Linked DNA regions of Zea mays: region 2 is linked to region 1. The links are chromatin contacts, called in public Hi-C maps. All regions are on one chromosome and are shown on one strand. Each heading gives the region's core, a stretch centred on a gene start, on an enhancer-like site or on the middle of the called end of the contact. The rest is flanking DNA. Distances are from core to core; before and after follow the strand shown. Region 1 holds the start of LOC100384001. Region 2 has its middle 6.7 kb from the start of LOC109939313.

Region 1 (7,627 bases), core at 2,240-4,739:
TAAATATATATTTTGGTCGAAAAAATGTTAAAAAGAAAAAAATTGGTGCTCACGATGGTAGCACTACGCATGTTTACACAAGCAAGGGTCGTTCTATCATAGATGGGCAGCAAGACGTGCATGGTTGACGAGAGGGTAAATAAATTAAAAGGTTGACGAGACAGGCGATCAAATCAAACAAAACCAAGCACGAACTTCAACATGGTTTAGGCATTTCCATAGACTATCAGCACTAACATGGCTTGCAAAATAATATATATTTCTTTTAAAAGAAGAAAAAAGAAAAACAAGCGCTCCTCAGCCGGAAGAAACCTACTCTACTGCTCTCGGACCTCGGTTCTTTCTTTTGGTAGCTGGCACCACACGTGTAACTTCTCCAGCACAGACAGATCGTGCTGCACAATGGCCATATGAATTCGTTCATGACCATGGTAGACTTCTCTTCCTATCTTGTACTTGCACACACTCCAGCAGCTCCTAACTTCGCCGTTCATGCGCGCGCGCGTACGAGGCCACGAAAAATCCCAATGGAACTTTGCAGCCTCAGAAATCGTACTTGATGACCGATTGCAGGCTTATGGCAGATCCATCTGGAGTTTCGTTGCTCGGGAAGGGGAGTAGAGGCGCACGACGATCGTTATTCCCGTGGCCAGCGCGAATATCAGAGCGAGAATGATCATCAGAGCAGAGCTCCTGGACTCCATGGTCGTCGCGACGCCACCTTCTCCCTGCACTTTGCTGACCAGGTCATTGTGCTCCCTCAGCTCACCGTTAGTGTAATCTTGCTCTGTCTTCATCCCCGTTTCGTTGGGTCTCGGAAAGTCCAGCTCTTTCTTCACTACTGTTGGCTTAACCAACGATGACAGTGCTGGTGAGCTGGCAAGTTCAGGGAGTGCTACCAGATCTTTCTTTTCGTCCTGCTCGAGCTCACCCTTGTCCGCGATTGCTCTTTCACCTTTCTCTGCTTCTGTTTCTGCAAGAGCATCTTCGGTGTCTGTAACAGTATCTTCAGTGTCTGTAACAACATCTTCTGTCTCTGCAACAGTATCATCTTCTTCAGTGTCTGCAACAGCACCTCCAGTTTCTGTAACAGTATCAGTAACCATGTCATCTAAGAGTTGGTCTTGATGCATCATCAGCTGTGCCGTCGGCGTGTTCTCCATCGATTCAGCCTCTTGGGCACCACCACCACACTCATCATTATGCTTGCTGAGGATGATACCTGGACCGTTGACGCCGAGCTTGCTTCCATCAGAGGCCTCCATATCTTTATTATCCTAAAAAAACCACACAAGCACAAAAAATAAGGATGCATGACATGGCATTGATGACCAAAATTTTGACCAGGCATTGCAGCAGGTTCCAAAATTTTGACCGAGAAACAAATACTTTTGGGGCTATCTCTTTCTCCAAGTCCTTCTTGCTTGAGTCCTCTTCCTCCACCTTCTCCACGCTTCCACTGACCTGTTGTAGCAAAAAAAATTACAAGGACATGCAAAGATAAGAATGCAGCAGTGAGGCTCCAGACTTCCAGAGAATGCCCATGCAACTATGCAAGCACTACAGCACACAGGTTTCAGCTTTCAGAGTGTTACATACCAAACAAACTTTGATCATTTCCTGCATGATGGCTTTGACAGGGTCCCTGCTCGAATTCTGATCGATTCTTTCAACGTGATCAATTTTCTCAACATGTTCATTGTCCTCACACTAAAACCCAAAAGAATGAAAATAAATTAATATAAGGCACTTGCAACAACCACTGCGCACTGATCTCGGCATGCTTAGCAAACAAGAAGGCTATGACAATAGGGTTTCAACGTTCACAGTTATGCTTTGCAAACAAGAACTAACCATATCATGCGCACTGATCTCAACATGGTTGCTGCTTGACTTCTGGTCAACTTCTTCGACATGTTCTTTGTCCTGAAACTCAAATTCAGAAGAAATAATGAACAGAAGGCTATGACAATCACAGCATAAATAGCATAAGACGTTTCAGTTTTCCCAATGTTGCATAGCAAACAAATGCTAACCAGATCGTGTTTGTGAACCTCGACAGGATTGCTGCCTGAATTCTCATCGTTTTTCTCTTCATGCTTGCTCTCCTAAAACCCAATTAAGTCACTTAAATAATCCCAATTAAGCCATTAAATAATCGCAGTGCATGCAAAATAGCATAAATGTTTCAGTTTTCCCAAAGTTGCATAGCAAACAAACACTAACCTGATCGTGCATTTGGACCTCGGCAGGATTGATACCTGAATTCTCATCAATTTTCCCGTCATGCTTGCTCTCCTGAAACCATACCCCCAAATGAAGCCATTTAAATAATCACAGCGCATGTAAAATACAATATTGATTCGAGGGAAGTTCATTGAAACGTTCGCACACAGAAACACACCGATTGATCTGCAGTGATTTCACCATCCTTGTGAATCTGATGGCTTTCCTCTGACGCGTTGCCATCCTGACACCATTATTCAGAAGATTTTAAAGAGAGGTCACTACAATGACAAAACATGTAGTATATGACAATACCCCAATAAACAAAGTTATCAACAATTATGCATACTAACCAATCTACCGGATCCAATATCTGTGTTGCCCACGCTCAAGATCTCATTAGACTGACTAAGCTTCTGCACCAATGAGCCACCCTGAACCTACAAATTCGAACCAATTTTTTTTGCATGTAAAAAGATTCACTTTCCATCAATGAATGCGACAGATGACTCCTCACCTTCCCATCCTCGACAATTCCGCCATCCAAACCCTCTACTTTCCTGCAAAGAATTGACCCCAAACAAGCCGTTCTTTTCAGCTCCAACGCCCAGGAAACAATACAGCCCATCTTATATTCATTCTTATAAAAGTTAACGAATTTCAAAGCGGCTCTGAACAGATGCGAGATGTACGCTGGCAGCCGGCGATCAGGCTGGTCCACGGAGCCACCCTTGTTGCCGTGGCGTGAGCGGCGCCACGCGAGGACGGCGGCCCCGACGACGGCCGCTCCGCCGATGAGCAGCAGCGCCCCGACACCGTGCGGCGCCCGCGCGCGCACGCGGAACTTCATGCCGCCGCCGCCGCCGGCGCCAGCGCCCTTCCTCTCGGCGGCAGCTCCGGCTGCCTTCTCCTCCTCCCGATGCTGCTGCTGCCCCCGCGGTTCTTGGGCGGCGCCAAGTGCGTGGCCTCCGACAGCCCAGCCGCCACCTTCCATGACAAGGGCGTGCGGCGGCGAATTAAAGATCACGCGGCTTGGATGACAATCCTTCGCCTCGTCCTAGTTATGTGGTTCGGGGTTGGTGCGCGCCGGTCCAGTTTCTCCTACGTGTGTTCTTGCGCGCGTTCTAGAGGAGAGAGAGGAGGAGGTGTCCAGGTTTTAGGGTGCGTGGGTGGGAGAAGGGCCGGTCGGGTCGCATGGCCACTCGTCGATGCATCGCAGCTCGCAGAGTCAGCCGCTCGGACCCAGAACTCTCGGATCCTCAACGAACTGGGAGGGAGGGAAAGTGTCGTTGGACTGCCGAAATCAAGGCTAACCTGCCTGCGTGTGCTCTTAATTGCTCCATGGACCGCGGTAAAGTTTTTGTTATCCGTAGTTTTGTGGACATAAATTGTGATCAAAGCTGTGTTTTTTTTAATCAAACTTTCGAGGAAAACCTCTCAGAGGGTCACGAGCTGGCACACGTGTTTCTGACCGCCGGCATAAAGGAGAGGTGAAGACAAGACTGTGCCGTCTGCGTCGTGACACGTGATACGGAGATGTACGACGCATCATGAGACCCTTCCAAAATGCCAAAATGAAAATCCTGATAGCAACATAGAGACAACACCTCGATCCTATTTAGCATGATTTAACTTTTGTAGCCAAAACTTTTTTGAGTTGTCGTTCATAAAAACTACTTTTTAACTAGCATATTAGGTCCCAGTTTTTAGATTTGGTTTCCAAAAATTGGTTTCTAACTGGATGGAGGCTAGTTTCTAACTTTTTAAGACAATGACCATCCTACACCTCCTCTATTTAAAAAGTTTTTGACATGGTTCCCACCATTTCCCTTGACTTGTCGCCAATTGTGGACATCTCATTAATCCATTTTTGAATTCTTTTATTTCAAATGTTAATATAAATTCTAAGTGCGAATCATAGTTCATGCAAATTCAAAATAAATTCTAATTTATCAAGTCACTCATTCTACTCTCCTTCGGCCATCAAAGCAATACATATGAAATCGCAGAAGATATTCATGTCACCGTCATTTCCAATATGAACATTCATGTCACCGGCATGTAGCTCTCATCTTCATCACACTTATCATAAAGTCCCCATCACTCATTGCACTATCTCTATAAAAGTATGAAGGGCCATGTAAGCTAGGATGATATTACTTTGCTTTTCTAACGAATAACTTGGTATGCCTAACAAAATCCACCATTTCATCTTCTAAACTCCAAAAGACCTTTCAATAACATTGAGAAGTGATTAATGATGGTAGTTGAGTAGTTCTTCTTGCCTCTCGATCTTGAGCATTGATACTTCGCCCCCTTATATGGTGCAAAGTATCCTTCGTGGTTGGGGTACCCTGAGTCAACAACATCAAACTTACCTGCAGCATATTAATATGCAATGAGCACATACGAACCATATAGTGATATTTTAAGAATAAACACTTGTCATATGAATTTACCTTTCGGTGGATGAGGAAACTTGTCACCATATTTGTCTAAAGCATCACCGAATACCCTCATGTCCATCCCACAACCACAAATGTAAATCTTATATCAAAGTCACATATTGCCACATATTCTGACTTGAGTAACCATGACGACCCACATATTAGAGAACATTTGCTGCTGGAACTTTAATAGGTATATGTGTCTCATATATTGCTCTAATACAGTTATCAAAGTGTGGTGAGAAATGTGTTTGCTGCAATCTAGGATGCACTAACCTGTACTCTAGATCTTTTACTTTGATTATGTCAGCAGAGAGTTCGTACACACATTTCAAAACTTCCTCAAACTCTACTTATTGACTTAGTGGACCTTCTAAATATATTCCCTGTGTGCCTTATAGATTGTGGGGCACCAATAATTCATTAGAACATTGCTAAAGATTCTATGTAGTTCATTCTTTTTTACGTTGGGCCATAAGAACTCACCAGTAGATCATGCAGCTTGAAAAACATCTTTACTCATCCTGTACATGTCATAGCAATCATTTGGGTTGTTAAGTGTTCTAATAACCTGATCATAACCATCATCTTCATCTCAATCTAGTCTAGTCCTTTTACTATTACTTATGAATGTAGCTTCATAGTACGTTTCGTAGATGGATGATGTGGATCCATCGCACTTCAAAGTGTTCCGTGTGATTTGAATTATTTCATCCTCCACATCACTTGGAGACAAGTTGTCTAGTGAATCCAAACCATCAGCACTTGAAGAAGAGTATTCCAAGGTGGGTCCATCTATATGTCATTGAAAAACAATTGAGAGTCAAATATTGCACCCAGATGTGAAAAGAAATAAATTATAATTATAGCACCAAATAGTTCAACACCAAACAATATCACAAGCGACAAAAAACTAAGACCGTTCCAATATCACATGACCTAGAATTGTAACTAAAATAAATTTATTCATGACATATAACACTTTTTCATGAATAAGATTGTGATAGTATCACATGACGCAAAATGACACTAAAATGAAATTATTTCATCATCGAGGGCTAGTAGACATTCTTGTCCTAGCACCACATCTTCAGCCAAACTAGCCTTTCTTCACACGTTTCTGTGGTGAGGAACACCTTTTGATGTGCAACCTTCACAAAAAGTTTACTTGCCATGAAGTGCTATGCACTTCCTATAAGTGTCCCACAATCCTTACCAAAGACATGCATTGTTTGATGGATTCTTTTAATTAGTCTCCATGCATTGCCTTCTGTGCTACGCCATTGTTTTCTTTTGTGGAGTCCCACATGCCTCTATTTATTCTCACCACATATCTCTTGATTCTCTTCTTCGGACTATTAACACTTGTAGAGCTAGTAGCACCTATTTTCATGTTGCTCACACTAATGGGACTGTCATCTGCATCGCCTTCTTCGTCACCATCACCTTCCACGTCCATCTTCTAACACTACCGGAATCAGCTGCTTTGTCGGCAAAGCCTATAAAACACTCGGCGAATGCTTTGTCGAGTGTCACCAGGTAGTCGGCAAAGAAAAGTCGTCGTCACAGAAGCTGGTAACGGCGATGGAGCCTTTGTCGAGTGTACTAGGTGACACTCGGCAAAGAGTACCAGTCTGGATAAAAATAAACACTCGGCAAAGCATATTTTGTCGAGTGTCAGTCTGGAGACACTCAACAAAGAGTCTTCTTTGTTGAGTGCTAAAGACCGACGCTCGACAAAGTTAACAGCCGTCAGATATAGACGGCTGCTGACGGCCCTTTGCCGAGTGTCTCTGTTCACCGAGTGTTAGGCACTCAGGAAACCGGTCTTTGATGAGTGTTTGCCTGTGCCGAGAGTCCTGCTCTCGGTAAACGCTGTCGTTACCGAGAGTAGGACTTTGCCGAGTGTCCGATAAAAAGCACTCGGCAAAGCACCGAGCACACGACAAAGAGCCAGATTCCGGCGGCGTAACCTGGCATATAAGAAGCTAATCCATCCATAGCAGTATGTTCAAACATAATTTCAAGATCAGTAAGGTTTTCGGGTGGACCATCCTTTAGCTTCCTCCACTCATCATGTCCCTAAATAACAAATTAACACTACAATTAAAATACATCAACACAAAAAGATTGAATAATGAACACGTTAAGATAAAAAAACAATACCTTGGTGTGTAATTTCAAAAAGCATCACTCGCCACCACTGTCCCATTAGCATGTCCCAATCCCGTTTGTTTGTTCAACCACAACCAAATAACATGCCCAATCTCGTTTGTTTGTTCAACCACAACCAAAATGATAATATACGTTTCAAGCTTTCCCACCTGTTCTTTAATTGTGTCTTAGAGTGTTGTATCCTCTAATTAGTTCAAACTTGGTTGTATGTTCTTATAACCCCTACTAGCCATAGATCAATTGCTGTGATTTCTGGTCAAGGTTTCCTCAACAGAAAGTTTATAGAAAAATGACATCATTTTTAGTATTCGTCATTCAATTTCCAGTATCCATTATTCAACTCTATCAAATGATGCCTCTTCATTCTATTAAAGAAATAATAAGAAGTGCATTTTACAAATCATTAAAAAAAGGTGCTAACATTACTAGTACAAAAATGAATGGTAGATTTGGAACATTACTTGTACAAAACCACGTTTTTTAGAACATACCAAATATTTAAATCAATCAGTCTTTAGTAATCATCAATCAACATGTATAGTAAGCTCTCAATCCACTAGTAACAAGGCGATGGAGCAAGGATGGACTTACCTGTTGCTGATGGTCTATCCTAGCGGCGCATAGTCCAAAGGTTACTTGAGCGACGACTGAAAGAGAAATGTGCCATAGGGTCATTTCTACTTGTTTTGGTGATTAAGTGCTCAACGCACCATCTTGAGCTAACTATCTTCAAATGAGTATCAGCACAGGTTCATAAAAGACAAGTTGAATAAACCAAG
Region 2 (7,627 bases), core at 1,836-4,335, 130 kb after region 1:
AAAGTTGTACTAATTACCGTGGAGTTAAGCTCATGAGCCATACAATTAAGCTATGGGAGAGAGTCATTGAACACCGCCTGCGGGAGAGGACGAGCGTGACCCAAAATCAGTTTGGTTTTCATGCCTGGGAGATCAACTATGGAGGCCATTTTATTACTAAGACAACTTATGGAGAGATTCAGAGAACAAAAGAAAGACCTGCATATGGTCTTCATAGACTTGGAGAAGGCTTATGACAAAGTACCTAGGAGTGTAATGTGGTGGGCCTTGGAAAAACACAAAGTATCAACAAAGTACATTAATCTTATTAAAGATATGTACACTAATGTTGTGACAAGTGTCCGAACAAGTGATGGAGACACCAATGACTTTCCAATTAACATAGGACTACATCAAGGGTCGGCTTTGAGCCCTTATCTTTTCGCTTTGGTGATAGTTGAGGTCATAAGGGACATACAAGGAGATATACCGTGGTGATGCTTTTTGTCGATGATGTGGTACTTATTGAGGAGAGTAGGAGTGGTGTTTCACAAAAGTTGGAATTGTGGAAGCAGACGCTGGAAGCAAAAGGTTTAAGGCTTAGTAGGTCTAAAACAGAGTATATGAAGTGTCATTTCAGTGCCATGGGGTATGAGGATGGCGATGTTAGTCTTGATAGGCAAGTGGTACCCAAGAAAGACACTTTTCGTTACTTAGGATCAATGCTTCAGAAGGAGGGAGACATCGATGAGGATGTCAGTCATAGAATTAAAGCTGGATGGTTGAAGTGGCGGCAAGCTGCGGGTGTCTTATGCAACCCCCGGGTGCCACACAAACTAAAAGGCAAATTCTACAGGACAGCAATCCGACCGGCTATGTTGTATGGAGCAAAATGTTGGCCACTAAAAGACGACATGTCCAACAACTAAGTGTGGCATAGATGCGTATGTTGCGCTGGATATGTGGCCACACAAGGAGAGATCGAGTCCGGAATGATGATATACGAGAGAGAGTAGGAGTGGCGCCAATTGAGGAGAAGCTTATGCAACATCGTTTGAGATGGTTTGGACATATCCAATGAAGACCTGAAGAGGTACCAGTGCATATCGGAATAATTAGGCGTCCCGAGAATGTGAAGAGAGGTAGAGGTCGACCAACCTTGACGTGGACAGAGGCTGCGAAGAGGGACCTGAAGGAGTGTAATATTGATAAAGAGCTCGTCGTGGATAGGAAGAGGTGGAAGTGTGCAATTCACGTGCCAGAACCCTGATTTGTAGTTTCGCTTTTCCTCCTTAATCGTTTGACCTTTTCTTGTGCCCCTTTAGATCTTGATGGTTCCTGTGGGTTTTATCTCTTTTTATGTATTTCCCCGTTTCGTTGTTTTTAGGTTCTTCTTTGCCTTTGTCTCCCCTTTTCTGTTCTTTGGAGATTGAGCTCTGAGGTTTTCATATGAGGTTTCATCTCTAGCCTACCCCAACGTGCTTGAGACAAAAAGGCTTTGTTGTTATTCTTGTTGTTGTTGATCGTAGCAGCAACAGATCTCCCAACTCTGCATGTGTTGGCTGCCCAGATGGCCATCCGCCGGTTTTCCACGACAAACATATTTCTGGCAAGTCTGATGGAACACTATGGCAACTCTTCATCGATATGGCCACCTCGAAGAAAGACGTTATCGGGATCAGTGGCATTTGGAGCGAATGGTCGAAAGGAAAAATTGGTTCACAATAGCTTGAGGACCTCAACCAGGAGCTCTAGAAGGACTACGACTGGGTCAAGTCATAGGCCGACGAACTCTTTAACATTTCACATGGCCACCCAAATGTTAGGATTTATGGGCTAGGCCCAAATTGAGAAATTCAAATAAATCACAGGAAAATCACAAAAGCCCATATAAGTGTATGGCTAGGGAATGGTGGAACCAATAGCACCAAATTGCTAGTTCTAGTGGAGTAGAGCTAGCTTAAATATGGAAGCCACACTCACTCACCAAGTCATGGATGAGAGGAGAGAGTGTGGAAAGCCACACGCGCGCGCGCTCGCCTCGCCTCGCCTCGCCGGGGCGAAGGGCGCGGGTGCACGACATGCGCGTGAATGGTCCGCCAAAATCCGGCCCCTCGCCTTGCGGGGGCGCGGCTTCCTTTTGCCGTTTGAATTTTTTGTTACTTGGCTGTTAAGTTTAGAATCCTAACCGATCGCGAGATTTTCGCGGGCGGATAAGATCGAAGATAACTATCTGGTCGCGGACTCGGTCCTATAAAGGAGCCTGGCAGCCAGCATCCAATTCATCCCAGTTTCGCTTTCGCCTCTCTTCATAGCTGAGCCGCCTTCCAGTTCTCTCCATCTCGACCGCAGACGTGCATCTGTGATCAGGAGAGCAGGTCTGCGGAACCCTTCGTCTTCTAGATCCTGCACCGGGAGAGAGCAAATAAGGTTTTTGGGAAGCGTCCTCACGCGACTGCTCGTGATCTTCTGACCTCGTCGACCCTGCTGATTTCGCTGCTTCGACGTCGTCGACCCTGCTGATTCCAGCTCACGCCGTCCACCAGTATGTCTGATCAGTACGCATTATCTGATTTAACTTTTTACTTCAGTTATTCTGATTTGATCATGATTTATATTCGGAATTTAATCTGAAATTTGTCTAATTATTCAACACCAAATTAATTGCTCGCTGAAGTCGACCTCGCCACATCCTCTAAGGAGCGGAGCACCGCTCTTTGGTAGGAGATGAATTAAATGATACATGAAACGATGACATGACTATCAGAGATCCTACTAAACTCCATGGAGGGAATCACTCCTCGAGTGGCTAAATCTATTTTGGTCGGCAACTATACTGCACTTTATTTCTTCTTATTAGCTATGTGGGTGTGGCAGCTATCTGAACCATGAAAGGCCACACGACATATCTGACAGCGCGAGGGACAAAGACAAGTTCCCACACCACCATGGTGTTAGCGACGCTGTCGGGTAGGGGACCGATCGGATGTCGCTGGTGTCGTGGGGAAGGGGATGAAAAAGCACTAGGAGCAGATAGACACGGTTTTGGATCAGTGTTCTCTTGTTCGATGTGTATGCTGTGGTCAATGTATGCTTTAACTGTGATATTACAGGCCGGCCCAGCAAGGCATTACACAGCCCATTCTGGCCCAAATATGCGCTGCGTTGTGCTGTGCTCCTTCTCCTGAACTTGCCTGCTGTCCTCTAGCTCTGCTATTCTTCGCTGCTTATGTTGCAGCGAGTCCTTGATCATCAGAGCTAACAATCATCTGCCGTCTTATGTGCTTCCAATCCAGATACCTGATACATGGGAACATGGGATATATACCACACACACAATCGTATCACACAGGCCTGAGATCGGCCCAGCACATGAGCACTCAAAAGTGTGATATGGATGGTACGAGAAGCGGTGGCTCACATCCATGAAACTACTGCAGGCTGAATAATTGAGCTTTCGGAAACGGAAAAGATCATGTGGCGAAGCAATTTTCCATGGATGACTCGGACGCTTGAGGCGGCTATGGAATTTCCGTAGAAAGCTGGTTGACAGGAGAGACAGAGAGGGAGGAGAAGGAGAATACTTGGTTATGGTGTGGGTCTGTGATTTATTTAGGACCTGGGAGAAAAAGACGGACTGCGATTGGATCATATGTCCCTCCATTCTTGAAAATATTTATCGTCCGTTAGTTAATTTTTAAATTAAAATATGATAAATAAAAAAATAGAGAGAGTATAAATTTCTTGCCAACACATGTAAAAGACACGTTAATGTAAGTGTTTGTCTCTACCTAAATTAAAAAGAAATGTCATTATTATATCTAGTTTTTTGACCATCAACTCTTGTCTTTGTCTAATTTCAATTTTGAACAATAAACCCGTTTATTTTCTGCGCAAGAGCCATCCAAAAACCACTCAAAACCATCGCAAGGATTAAAATTAAACGGTTTTGATAGCTAAAGTGTCGAAGAACGACTAAAACTGAGGGGACTATAAAACGAATTAATCAAGTACTTTATTTTTTTAATATGTTTATATTAACTTATTGATATATGTATATATTTATACGTATTAAAATATTTATCTACATATTATTGGAATTTTTTGTAGAAGAATAAAATTATCTAAAATAAAACATCGACTCCAAATTGTTTCTAAGAATATAATCTATCTCGTTGATATCTATAACTTTGATTTGGGTTATTTCTCCAACCGACGGAAAAAATGAATAAGAGCTAATTGGACAACTTCATTTTTTCGAGTGATTCCCATTTTTTAAGAGAAAACTAGTCGGTTGCCCGTGCGTTGCGACGGCTCACAACAATACCCACGTAAACTATCCACCAAAAAAGATCTCAAGATTTTTTATTGATTGTCTCTGAACTCCACATAATATTTTTTTTGATTTGACTAACTTGTGTTGTTTGCTCCATCCAATATGTCTTGGTACAACACAACCAATGAAGGGAGCGATTAGAAGAGAGTTCACAACGACTGACTTAACAAATATAGATTACAGAATGATATAATTCCACTATACAAAGACCAAATAAGAGGAAGTTTGTGAGCTCAAGTTTCTAAAATAAGTCATATGAACTCAAACTTATAAAAAAGATAGATCAAAATATGAAGTGGTTGCTAAAGTCAGTTATTAATAAAAATTGGATGCTCTCCATACAAATTATGGTACTTCATAACAATTACTAACGTTTGAAACCAACGAATATCCTTTCCTTGTACTGTTAGCGTGACAAATCATTACTACTCCATCCAATTCAGCAACCTCAAACATCATGGAGTACATTGCGCCAATGTGGTCTCAAAAACGACCTAATGCATGCAAGAGCCAAAAACACAAGGGACGAGCACCTTATGGTAGTGCCCGTATGGATCTCCAAATCCTAACACATATTTTGTAGGATCCATGAGCCATCATAAGAAGAACACAAACCACATACAGACAATAAATAAAGTATTAACACACCCAAATTATATTCAGTCCTTAGCATAACAAAAACTAACACCCAAAACAACAGAGAACAACACAATAATTTTTGCAATGACAGAAGGATGAGTGGCAGGTACATAGAAGTGGTAGAAGCATACCGAGTCGACAACGTGCTAAGGGAAAGACCATGTAGACAGGCAATGTCGAGCCATCGAACGGGTACCATAAGCAGCAAATCAGGGACTCCCATCCCTCGCCTCCCCCACTTCCAAGTTTCATAGAGCAGCAAGGGAAGGGATGCTGCGAGCATACCTGTTCGTTGTCGGAGAAGGACACGATGAAGACTTGGGCATCTAGAGGCACATAGGTAGTATACCGCTAGATACATATAGGGAGAGAGCACGCTAGTGGAGAAAGAAGCCCAGCCAGAGCAGCTACAAACCTAGAGGCACCCGCACCGGGCGTCAATCCGAGAAGGGCGAGGGAATGCGAGTGCCTTTCCAGCACTGGACCCACAGAAGCGACACAACACCACCACCAACTCTGTAACATGTGTCGACTGCTTCCTCGTTACGAGCCTTGGTTGTCCAATATCTCAGACCTGGACTCCTCATCGCCAAGATAACCTAAACGTGGCAGGCTCCACCGTGTCCTCCGCGGCGGCACACACAAAGAAAGGCCAGGAGCAAGACCGACTCGCCCGTACCCATGTCGACGAGCATCGGTCGGCTCGCGGCTGTGACCATGGGCGGGGCAACAGATTGGGAGGAAGAACAGGGCGAAGGCCAGGAAGACGAATGGGACATCCGAGGATGGCGAAAACGATAGTGTGTGCATGCTATGAAACGTCCTCGTGGACGTGCAATAGCCATTGTGCGGGTCGGTGTCGAAGTTGGTGTCGGACGAATACGGGAAGGTGGCGCCTGCTCCCACGTCCTCTACCGAGAATGGGTTGGCGCGGAGGCGAAGGCATGAGGGGAGAGAGAAAAGAAGAAGGATGGCGAACGAGGTGGCGGCAACTAAGGCGATGACCATCATTATCGTGTGGAGGTATAGATGGCCAAATGGATCGTGTATGGCGGGCCGGCCCGAGGCACGACCCATTTAATAGTGCCTGGACCAACTCGGTATGAGTGTCGTGTCGTGCTTGGGCCGTAGTCTCGGCCTGTAGTGTGTGACTCGGCTTGGCACAATTATATTTTTTATTTTACAAAAATTATATATACATATGTACAATTTATATTTAATATTAAAAACATCTGATCATGATGTTCTATTGGATAGACGGCTTCCAGTGTCTCTCGCCCTTCTTCCATGTGGGTTTAAACCCCACCTTTTGAACTACTTTTTTAACATTTTACGCTGATTTAACCAAATGGTCCGACGGGCTAACGGGCCGGCCCGGTCAGCAGGTCCGTGTGCCATGCCTAGGCCGGAGCCGCGAGCGTCGGGCCCTAGCAGGCCCGTGACAGGCCACCCGTTTGGCTATCTATATGCGGAGGTGTGGTTTTTAACATTTTACGCTGATTTAACCAAATGGTTCGATGGGCTAACGGGCCGGCTCGGTCAGCAGGCCGACATGCCATGCCTAGGCCAGAGCCGCGAGCGTCGGGCCCTAGCGGGCCCATGACGGGCCACCCGTTTGGCTATCCCGCGAGCGTCGGGCCCTAGCGGGCCCATGACGGGCCGCCCGTTTGGCTATCTATATGCGGTGTGTGGTTTAGGATGTGGAAGTTGAGAGGGGTGCAGCGGTGAATTTGATATAAATGTGAGGGGTTATTTGTAAAAATATGACGCAGTCGTAAAAAATATGACGCGAGACGACCGTTGAAACTGATGTTTTAATATAATAGAGATTAACTAGTTTCCCTTGGAAAAATAGAAATTTATTGAAAAATAGGGTTGTCAAACTAGACCTAAGATTACTCCAAACAGAATCCTAGTACCTTAAAATGAATTCAATCAAAATGGTAGCAAACTATAAAGCTGTTGATATTAACTTTATCGATGTAATTTCTTCTTTCCAGATTGTCCGAATAAAAATCTAGATCTCAAATTATGAGAATTTTAAATAGAAGTTTTGAACGTAAATAATCTTAATTAAAAACCATAAACTACAGAATCGTATATCTCATTGAGGTCTACAAGTTAGATACTTTCTCTATCCGAGTTTGCTCGAGTAACTAAAAATAATAATAAAATTTAAAATAAAAGAACTTCAAACATATTAGTTATATTTTAAATAGATTTATATATGTATATGGAACAAAAAAATCCAACATATAAAATTCGAATAAAATTTATATAATTATTTTAATACATATAAATATCCAGTATAATATTTTAATCCAATAAAGCATGGTTCGCACCAAGCACATCATGGGTATGAGTGGGAGTCTTACCGTCTTAGGACTATTTCCAACGGTTTTCCTCTATATATGTCATTGATAAATTTATCTAAAATATTTCTACATTTATATCCTGTTTCTCTCCAATAACTTTTTTTATCTCGTTCTTCATACATCAAAGACCTATATTAGGGACACATTTTGCTCCAGTTTTCTGTATGTACATATTTATCATACTCTCAAATATCTTACACATATTTTTAGTTTACTTAATCTATTTTTAGAGTATAAAAGGATAGAGGAGAGGAGAGAAAGTCTATATATATAGAGAGGATGGAGAAGTGTCTCTATG

Evidence for each region. Hi-C and Micro-C count contacts between places; a contact is called where the count stands out from the background.
Region 2: a Hi-C map of leaf shows a contact between it and region 1, with 2.6 times the contacts expected there. The contact joins the enhancer-like site here to the promoter of LOC100384001 in region 1. A contact is called at or near these places in 6 of 25 Hi-C or Micro-C datasets (bundle sheath, ear, leaf and 1 more).

Annotation. Positions count from the first base shown.
Region 1 is chr3:131,560,846-131,568,472 of Zm-B73-REFERENCE-NAM-5.0, forward strand. LOC100384001 reads right to left here and starts at 3,490. Exons shown (of 10, transcript NM_001321714.1): 1 at 2,919-3,490; 2 at 2,744-2,786; 3 at 2,580-2,666; 4 at 2,405-2,470; 5 at 2,227-2,298; 6 at 2,037-2,108; 7 at 1,855-1,926; 8 at 1,600-1,710; 9 at 1,390-1,464; 10 at 245-1,277. The coding sequence starts at 3,220. The coding sequence ends at 576.
Region 2 is chr3:131,692,581-131,700,207 of Zm-B73-REFERENCE-NAM-5.0, forward strand. No RefSeq gene overlaps it. Among protein-coding and RNA genes, the nearest start is that of LOC109939313, 6.7 kb to the right of the region's middle. Within about 2 kb of position 3,086, at least 17 of the 20 cell types and tissues checked have an H3K27ac peak or open chromatin away from gene starts, as enhancers often do. A contact at or near this core is called in bundle sheath, ear, leaf and 1 more, where this site is marked.